Regions from separate parts of the Mus musculus genome. Here regions 2 and 3 are each linked to region 1. A link is a contact called in public promoter capture Hi-C data. All regions are on one chromosome and are shown on one strand. Each heading gives the region's core, a stretch centred on a gene start, on an enhancer-like site or on the middle of the called end of the contact. The rest is flanking DNA. Distances are from core to core; before and after follow the strand shown. Region 1 holds the start of Baat (bile acid-Coenzyme A: amino acid N-acyltransferase). Region 2 overlaps Gm52718 (a long non-coding RNA gene). Region 3 overlaps Gm12436 (a long non-coding RNA gene).

Region 1 (2,750 bases), core at 80-2,579:
AGGTGAGCCCTCCATTTCTCTATTGTAGCTTATTCCAAATATAATCAAGTTAACAAGAATAGCCACCACAAGTATACCTCTTGTCAACTTGGCACACAATCATATTTTCTTAGGTCATGATTAATTTCAAAATGATAACTGTAACCAGATCACAATTAGACCTAAACATAATGTAACTACCCCACACACATTCACAACACATATATTTAACCAGGTCATACTTACCTCTAACATGATATAACTGTCCTTCATACATTCCAGATGTAGTCAAGTTGACAACAAGGAAAAGCCATCATACCTCTCTTCAACAATTCCTCTATTTTTTTCTCATTTTGTTTTTATTTTATGTATGTGGGTGTTTTGCTTGCATGTACATTCATGAACCACCTATGTGCCTCATGCTTCAAAAGTCAGAAAAGAGCATCAGATTATCTGGACCTGGAGTTACGGACAGTTATGAGTCACCGTGTGAGTGCTAGGAATATTCTTCCCCATGGAAGTACTGCCAGTGTTCCTGACCACAGAGCTGTCTCTTCAGCCCCATAATGCAATCAAATATAATTATGTTGAAATTTCCCATCAGGGTATCTGTTTTCCACTCATCGGATTTATTTGCTCCCTTTTTTTCCTACTCCTGCTGTGGCAGACTTTATTCCCAAAAGATTGCAGATGGCAGTACAAATATAAACAGAATAGTGCATGCGTATACATAGCATACCCTCTTCCCTTTCCCTTATTGCTGCTATTTAACTCACTATCAAAAAATCTCTGCTTCCTTCTCCTCATTTGAATTCTAACAGGGCCATATGCCTTCTTCACAAATATAAAATGGCTAAGACTATAGATTTCAGCTGTCTTAACTTTTGCCCTTCCAGCTGTGACGTGAAAAACCCAATCTGGATCATCTAGAAAGACCACAAGGAGGCTCCCATATCCTTGGTGTCCCCAGCTCTGTTCCAGTATTGAGAACAAACATGTGCAGGAGTGAATCCCAGATGATTCTATTCCCTTGCCTTGGAGATTTCCATGTGAAATAACACACACTGTGTCACAGAGACAGCCTCTTTTTTGTTGTTGTTTTACTCTTGTTTTTCTGAGACAGTCTCCCTATGTAGCCCAGGCTGGCTTTAACTTCCCTCCTGCCTCAGTCTCCCTAGTTCTGGGTACACAGGAGCTCTCTGCCACATTCCAGCAAAGGACGTGGTTTCAGAGGACTGTTGCTGTCAAAGACCAGAGTTTGTTAGGGCCTTTCCACACTAGAAGCCCGATGCTTTCATTTTTAGATCTTTATCTCAGGCATTTATTCAAAGTCCAAGTTCCAAGGTCTTAGTCTCTTCTCTGGGTTCAGCCTACTTATATCTGGTTGAGGAGGGAAATACTAAGATATTTTCCTCAGCTCTGACCGAATAGTCTGCATTTTTAAAAACTCTTCCATTATCTACAGTGTTGTCAGAGCCTTGGTTTGAGAGTCTCTGAGAAGTCCTGGGCATCTGTGCTGACCGACAGGGCCTCCTTCTCTAGAGCACACCACGTTCCTGAGGGTTGCTGTAAAACTACTGTAAGTGATTACTACCTCTGCCTTTCCTATGCAGCTTATCCTTTAATGAATTGCTCTGACGCCTGGTAGCTCTCTTATCTATTATCTCTTAGCTCAGCGAACTCTTGATAAGTACATGAAGTTATCATTATCTACCCGCAGAAAATCTTACATCACTTGAAAAACAGTGATATAAGAATCCTATGTTTACCAGATTTTCCTCTATTTGTCATATTTCATAGATAAACCTCATAAAACTTTTATTTTGAACAGGCTATATAGAGTTTTAACTTTTCCTAAGTTCACATATGTATCTATGTAAGTGATTAAATTTTGAAAAGGGCCTTTATATTTACCCAGATAATAAATGTGTTATTGCTCTTCATTTCTTGAAGTAGTATTTACTGAAAATGTATTTTCCCCATTTCCATTCCCCCATGGGACTTTCTTTCTTTCTTTCTTTCTTTCTTTCTTTCTTTCTTTCTTTCTTTCTTTCTTTCTTTCTTTCTCTCTCTCTCTCTCTCTCTCTCTCTCTCTCTCTCTCTCTCTCTCTCTCTTTCTTTCTTTCTTTCTTTGGTTTTTCGAGACCAGGCTGCCTCTGCCTCCCAAGTGCTGGGATTAAAGGCGTGCGCCACCGCGCCTGGCTGGGATTTACTTTCTATAGCCTTCAGGTTTGATGTGTATATTTCATAGGTAAGGAATTGTGAGCATTTTGTTTTATTTACTTGTTTTTCTCTTTCTTTTGAGCACTGTGATTGAGGGGTTATTGTCTCCTGCTTTGTTTAATGTCTTTTTGGTAGGGCCAACTGTCATTTTATGTTTGTTCTTTTCCTCTGCAATGTTTACTTTTCTCTGGCTACATTAAAATTTGCTCTCTGTGTTAAGAGTTTGATTATAATAAGAGCTGGGATTTCTGCTGGGTTTGTCCCCATATTTGTTATACTTCTTGTGACTGTAGCATGGTGGTTTTCAGTGAATTGAGGGGAAATTCAGCCCTAGTATTTTTTTTAAGATTTATTTATTATTATAAATAAGTACACTGTAGCTGTCTTCAGTCATACCAGAAGTGGGCATCAGATCACATTACAGATGGTTGTGAGCCACCATGTGGTTGCTGGGATTCAAACTCAGGACCTTTAGAAGAGCAGTCAGTGCTCTTAACTGCTGAGCCACCTCTCCAGCCCCTCAGGCCCTAGTTTTTAATAAGTATTTC
Region 2 (2,750 bases), core at 188-2,687, 730 kb after region 1:
AAGCATGCAAATGTCCCTGGTTTCAATACTAGAGCAAGCAGAAAGAGGAAAGTACTGGTCTCAACCTGATTTACAGATCAAAACAAGACCACAAACCCAGGGGTATAAGTATACGAGGCACTTGAGATATACTGTCAAAAAAGGTACAGACCAGACAGACCTGAGCAGGGAACATTAAAGAACTGTCGAGGTAGGACTGCAGTGCCAAAGCAGAGGCTTTGTGCTTCCAAACACAAAGATGTGGGGCGCAGTGACCCCCAACCTCCCTACTGCTGTGACTCCTTAGTACAGCTCCTCATGGTGTGGGGACCCCCAACTATAAAATTATTTTTGTGGCTACTTCATAACTGTCATTTTGCTCCTGTTATAAATCATAATGTAAATATCTGATATGCGACCCTTGTGAAAGGGTTATTTAACCCCCAAAGGCGTCTCGACCCACAGGTTAAGAAGAGCTGGTGTGGCAGGTACTCAGAGCAATCTAGTAGATGAGGAAAATCTTCCTGGAGAAGGAGGAGTCCAACTTCATTGTGAAGACGGAAAAAAACTGGCGAGATGTGACAGAAGATAATTGTTCTCTTAAGGAGTCTGGCAACTTCTTAATACAGGACTGTGTGTGTAACAGGATGTTATCTTTAAAGGGTTTCCCATATGCATGCTTAAACCTAACACATCCAAAGTATGGTGCCAGCTCGAAAGAGGTGGCTGGAGAATTAAAACCACATACTGCTCTTCAAAGGAGTCAAGTCTGATTCCCAGCACCCATGACAAGAAACTCACAACTTCCTATAACCCCGACTGTAGGAGATCTAGCACTCTCTTCTAACTCCCTTGGGCACCTGAACTCACATGCACATATTCACACACGGACACAGACATATACACAATTAGAAATAAATCTTTTTTTATATAAGTATGGTGCTTCTGAAGCTGGAGAGGCCACAGAGCAATAATCTGCAGAGGCAGTAGTCATAGAACAGAGCAGTGCTGGTTAGTGGGAGCAACCAACTGGCCCTGTCATAGGGATCTGAGAACAAGAAGGCCAATGAATAGGCTGTGTAGAAAACGGCTGTGCCTGCTCAGTGCATCTGAGACACCACATCACTGGGACCATTGAGGAGAAGCAGAAAGCAAGGGTTTTGCAAAGGCTTGCAATGGCAAATGGAAGCAGACCCAAAGAAATAAAAATTTAAATAATAAAGGTTTCAGAGGCTGCTGCACATAACCAAGAATGAGTAAATAAAGCAAGAAAGATACATCACCCCGTCCTGTCAGTCAACATTTGGTCCAATCTGCATGTGCATTTATTTTATCATCTCGTGTTAATTTGTCATCATTATCACTTACCAATACCCATTTCTTGAAAGCAACCTATTTTGGGAGTGATCGCTTCCTACCACAAATGAGGCTGCTTTAATGGCTCCAGTGAGTAGCAATCTAATGGGGCCGACAGCGGCTGCTAGCAGGAGCACAGACAGATGCACGCCGACCTCTTTTGTGTGGCAACGCTCTGCTAATTGGGTCTAATGGAGGAGTTGGAGGCATTCTCCTTCTGTTTTCCAAATGATATTAATGTCTTCATGAGGTTAATGAAACCGCTAACACCAGCCAACCGTGAAAAGTTTCCTGCATAATACAATCCACCTATTTGGGATCTTATGCAAACACAAGTTATTCTTGTCATGGTTGGGCTTACGATGCATACTACTGGGATTTCTACTTCTTTTCTTTCCTAAAGACCAGAATCAGAGGGCAAAGGATCTGATCTGATTTGGATTCCAAGGTTAAGATTGTCCCAAGATTTAACCAGAGGCTTTATGGTCTCTACCGCCCCCTGCCGGCCAGATGAAGGAGGCTTTCAAGACCCCTTGGGACTTGGAGTACCAGAAGAGAAAACATGAAGAGCTATTATTTGTTTTTTGGCTTGAGGCTTTGTTTGGTTTTGAGACATCATAACATCACTTCTCCATTCCCTTTTGCCCCTCCAAACCCTCCCATACACCCTTCCTCTCTTTTTTCAAACTCATGGGGTGTTTTTTTTTCATTAATTATTGTTACGTGGGGGAGGAGGGGGTGGTACTCTTGTATGCATAAATACTTCCTGATCAGACTGTATCACGAATGATACCTGTATGTATGTTTTCAGACACGACTATTTGGTATTGCTTAACCACCTGGTGTGCTCTTCTCTGGGGAAGACTATCTCTCCCACTGTAGTTCTTTGTATGGAATTGAGGTCTCATGGTTTCCCCCCACCCCTGTCCATTTTGGCATGTCCATTATTGTTGTTCTCATTCAGCTCATGTCTAGGCAGTCATGTTGGTGAAGCTTTAGGGGACATTGCTAGAAGACACAATCTCACAGCAAGCTTTCTCATCCTTTGTTTCTTACAATCCCCTTCTTCAGTGAACCCTGAGTGTTAGATGTGGGAATCATTTTGTAGGTGTACTCATTGGGACCAGTTTCCATGACTCTGAATTTTGATTGACAGTAATTTTCTATAATGTTTCTGCCTCTTGCAATAATAAGTATCCTTGGTGAGGGATGAAGACTGTAGTTACCTGTGGTCAAATATGTAGAGTATAGTTAGGGAGATGTTGGTTTAACAAAGTCCTGGTTGTGTGTTCTCTTCAAGTATCTGTGCTTTCACCAGCCCTGAGTGGTTGGCTAGGTTCCAGTATCAGGCATGATTTCCTTCTTGTTAAGTGAGTTTTAGATCCAATTAGAGAGCTGTTGGTTCCTGCCAAGGT
Region 3 (2,750 bases), core at 87-2,586, 600 kb after region 1:
TACTTTCTCTAGCTCCTATATTGGAGGCCCTGTGTTCCATCCTATAGATGACTGTGAGCATCCACTTCTGTATTTGTCAGGCACTGGCAAAGCCTCACAGGAGACAGCTATATCAGGGTCCCTTCAGCAAAATCTTGCTGGTGTATGCAATAGTTGTCTGCGTTTGGTGGCTGATTATGGGATGGACCCCTGGGTGGGGCAGTCTCTGGATGGTCCAAACTTTCGTCTTAGGTAATAAGGACACATGCTTCACTCTGTTCATAGCAGCCCTATTTATAATAGCCAGAAGCTGGAAAGAACCCAGATGTCCCTCAACAGAGGAATGGATACAGAAATTGTGGTACATTTACACAATAGAGTACTACTCAGCTATTAAAAACAATGAATTTATGAAATTCTTGGGCAAATGGATGTATCTGGAGGATATCATCCTGAATGAGGTAACCCAATCACAAAAGAAGTCCCTTGATATGCACTCACTGATAAGAGGATATTAGCCCAGAAACCTAGAATACCCAAGATACAACTTCCAAAACACAAGAAAATCAAGAAGGAATACCAACATGTGGATACTTCATTCCTTCCTAGAATGTGGAATAAAATATCCATGGAAGGAGTTGCAGAGACAAAAGTAGGGTCTTAATTCTGACACATCTTCAGAAGTGGCCTCAGGGGCACCATCTGTCCTGGTGGGTTGATGCACTATTTGTCTGAGAGTTGTTTCTGAAAGGCTAGTCTAGAATCTTTGTATTAAGGTTCTTTCTTCACAAAATACTCATTGTAGTTACCTTCAAAGTAAAGCAGCTTGTATAAGAACCTAGATGTCCTCACTGTGTGTCACATAAGCTTACTGGCCCCACTAGAGAAGCCTTTGCCCTCCTGAAATTTTTTTCAAAGGGGAAACATAAATTTTCAAAGGATCCATCAAGGTGTTTTGAGGGAAAAGTCAGCTCTGGGCCTGACCTTTGCCTACAGAGTTCTGATAGATCTTGAACAGTGCCTGTTATGTAAGAACTGTAATGTTTCCCCTGCCTCATTTCCCTCCTGGGGGCCTCATTTCAGTGCTCAAAAACTAAAACTAGCAAACCAGAAGAGGAGTAAGCATGCAGGACAGAGAGAACTAAATCCCACAGCTTCTAGTCTCTTCTCCACTTGCAAGGTGGCTGCCATGCAGAGGCAGACTTGAGTAGGGAGAGAAGGCTCTACTCTGAACAAAAATTAAATTCACCACTCTTATAACAGACATAATTATTGAACTGTGTTGCTTGGCTTAAATTGACCTTTGGATCTCCTATTATGCAAGAATAAATATTGATCTTATTAGCCTGCTAGAATCCAAGTGAGATGGTAGGAAAAAAACTCATGTGGTAAGCTTGAAAATAAACTAGGGCTCTAAAATGAAACCCTGTTTCATGCCATGCACGGTGCTGGCTCATTTTCAAGGCAATGGCCTTGAACTTCCTGATAGTTACCCTATTAAAAAGAGCAAAATATAATGCTCTTGCTCAGTCTGCCATCTTTTCCCGCATCTTTTTCCTACATTCTCTTGCTTGCTATAAGATAAACTTGTGACATTCCCTAGCCTTCCAACAATTGCTTGTCTCTTGAGTGAGAGGCCACAGCTTGTCACTGCACTCAGAGAATGAATGCTGCATGAGATGATAACATATTTTATTATCAAGGTTAGTTGTTACCTTCAACTGTCAAGGTGCAATCAATAATCTCTCCTCATAAGATTGTTGTGTGTGTTACATTGATTAATATTTGAGAAGATACTTCACAGAGACCAAGACACATAGAGGCCTCTTGGTTGACTCTGCACCAGATTTGAACATGACTTCATGCAGCTCTGTCTCTGAAGCCCAGACTATAAATGCCAAAGGTCTCAAGGTGCACATCATAAACTATCATCTAGCCACCAAGCATCAAAACTCACTTGGATTAACTGAGCATCATCTGACAAAGAGAAAAGTGGATGCTGGGAAGAAGATGAATGCTTGAAGAAAATTAAGCCTGATTGGTAATCAATAGTACAGCTAATCACTTCCCATGAAAGAAATTTACTTTTTACTGAAAATGAATAAGTTGCTCCTAATGTTAAGATGTATCACTGCATTAATATAACTTCAGTGAAATCCCATTAACTTTCTTTGCCTCACTTCCTCTTTCTTTAAAATGGTGGTTATGGTTCTACTTGATGGCTTTTATGACTGCCAAATTAAAAGTTATGTTCCCTATGGGGAAGCTGGACTTGTGGATTTTAATAACATCTTTCTCTCTGTGCAACATTGCTAGCAATAGGAACTTCCGAGGACTTGCACATGGGTGCAACTGCATACTGGTGTGGTGGAGATTATATTTATGAGTTTGTGTAAAATAGCATTAATAATGTCCCTTGTCTACCATATGGCTCAGAAACTGTTTCCTTCTATAGTTTGCAAAAGGAAATCATTCCTATAACTTTGTGAACAACCTTCAAAACTAATTTGAATGGGATCAGAGAGAATTGCAGCAATAATAATGGACATACAGGGGGTGATTTAGAAAATCAAGTCTGAGGTTTCATGGTTGGAGAAATAAAAATAAGTCCCAGGTGTTGCCAGACCGTGTGTACAGAGATCATGACTGCAGGAAGCAGAGTTGCCTAAACCACCCCCCAAGAAAGTTGTTTTCCTTGACATCTGGTTTCAAAGCAAAAATTACAACTAATGAAACTGACCTTTAGTCTCTAAGCAAGTCTACACATGAAG

The links. Promoter capture Hi-C pulls out the DNA fragments that hold promoters and counts their contacts.
Region 2: a promoter capture Hi-C map of hippocampal neurons shows a contact between it and region 1, with 6 times the contacts expected there. The contact joins the enhancer-like site here to the promoter of Baat in region 1. A contact is called at or near these places in 8 of 39 promoter capture datasets (the C10 cell line, cranial neural crest, hippocampal neurons and 3 more), 10 of 484 Hi-C or Micro-C datasets (the 63-12 cell line, B cells, the HL-1 cell line and 3 more), 1 of 115 datasets of contacts at active chromatin or transcription factors (embryonic stem cells) and 1 of 9 other capture datasets (embryonic stem cells).
Region 3: a promoter capture Hi-C map of liver shows a contact between it and region 1, with 2.8 times the contacts expected there. The contact joins the enhancer-like site here to the promoter of Baat in region 1. A contact is called at or near these places in 5 of 39 promoter capture datasets (cranial neural crest, hippocampal neurons, liver and 1 more).

The regions. Positions count from the first base shown.
Region 1 is chr4:49,505,137-49,507,886 of GRCm38.p6, reverse strand. Baat (bile acid-Coenzyme A: amino acid N-acyltransferase) reads left to right here and starts at 1,329. Exons shown (of 4, transcript NM_007519.3): 1 at 1,329-1,558.
Region 2 is chr4:48,778,473-48,781,222 of GRCm38.p6, reverse strand. The region is part of intron 1 of Gm52718 (a long non-coding RNA gene); the gene reads right to left. Among named protein-coding and RNA genes, the nearest start is that of Gm52718, 4.7 kb to the right of the region's middle. Within about 2 kb of position 1,437, at least 22 of the 459 cell types and tissues checked have an H3K27ac peak or open chromatin away from gene starts, as enhancers often do. A contact at or near this core is called in hippocampal neurons, where this site is marked.
Region 3 is chr4:48,907,962-48,910,711 of GRCm38.p6, reverse strand. The region is part of intron 1 of Gm12436 (a long non-coding RNA gene); the gene reads right to left. Among named protein-coding and RNA genes, the nearest start is that of Gm12436, 11 kb to the right of the region's middle. Within about 2 kb of position 1,336, at least 3 of the 459 cell types and tissues checked have an H3K27ac peak or open chromatin away from gene starts, as enhancers often do. A contact at or near this core is called in liver, where this site is marked.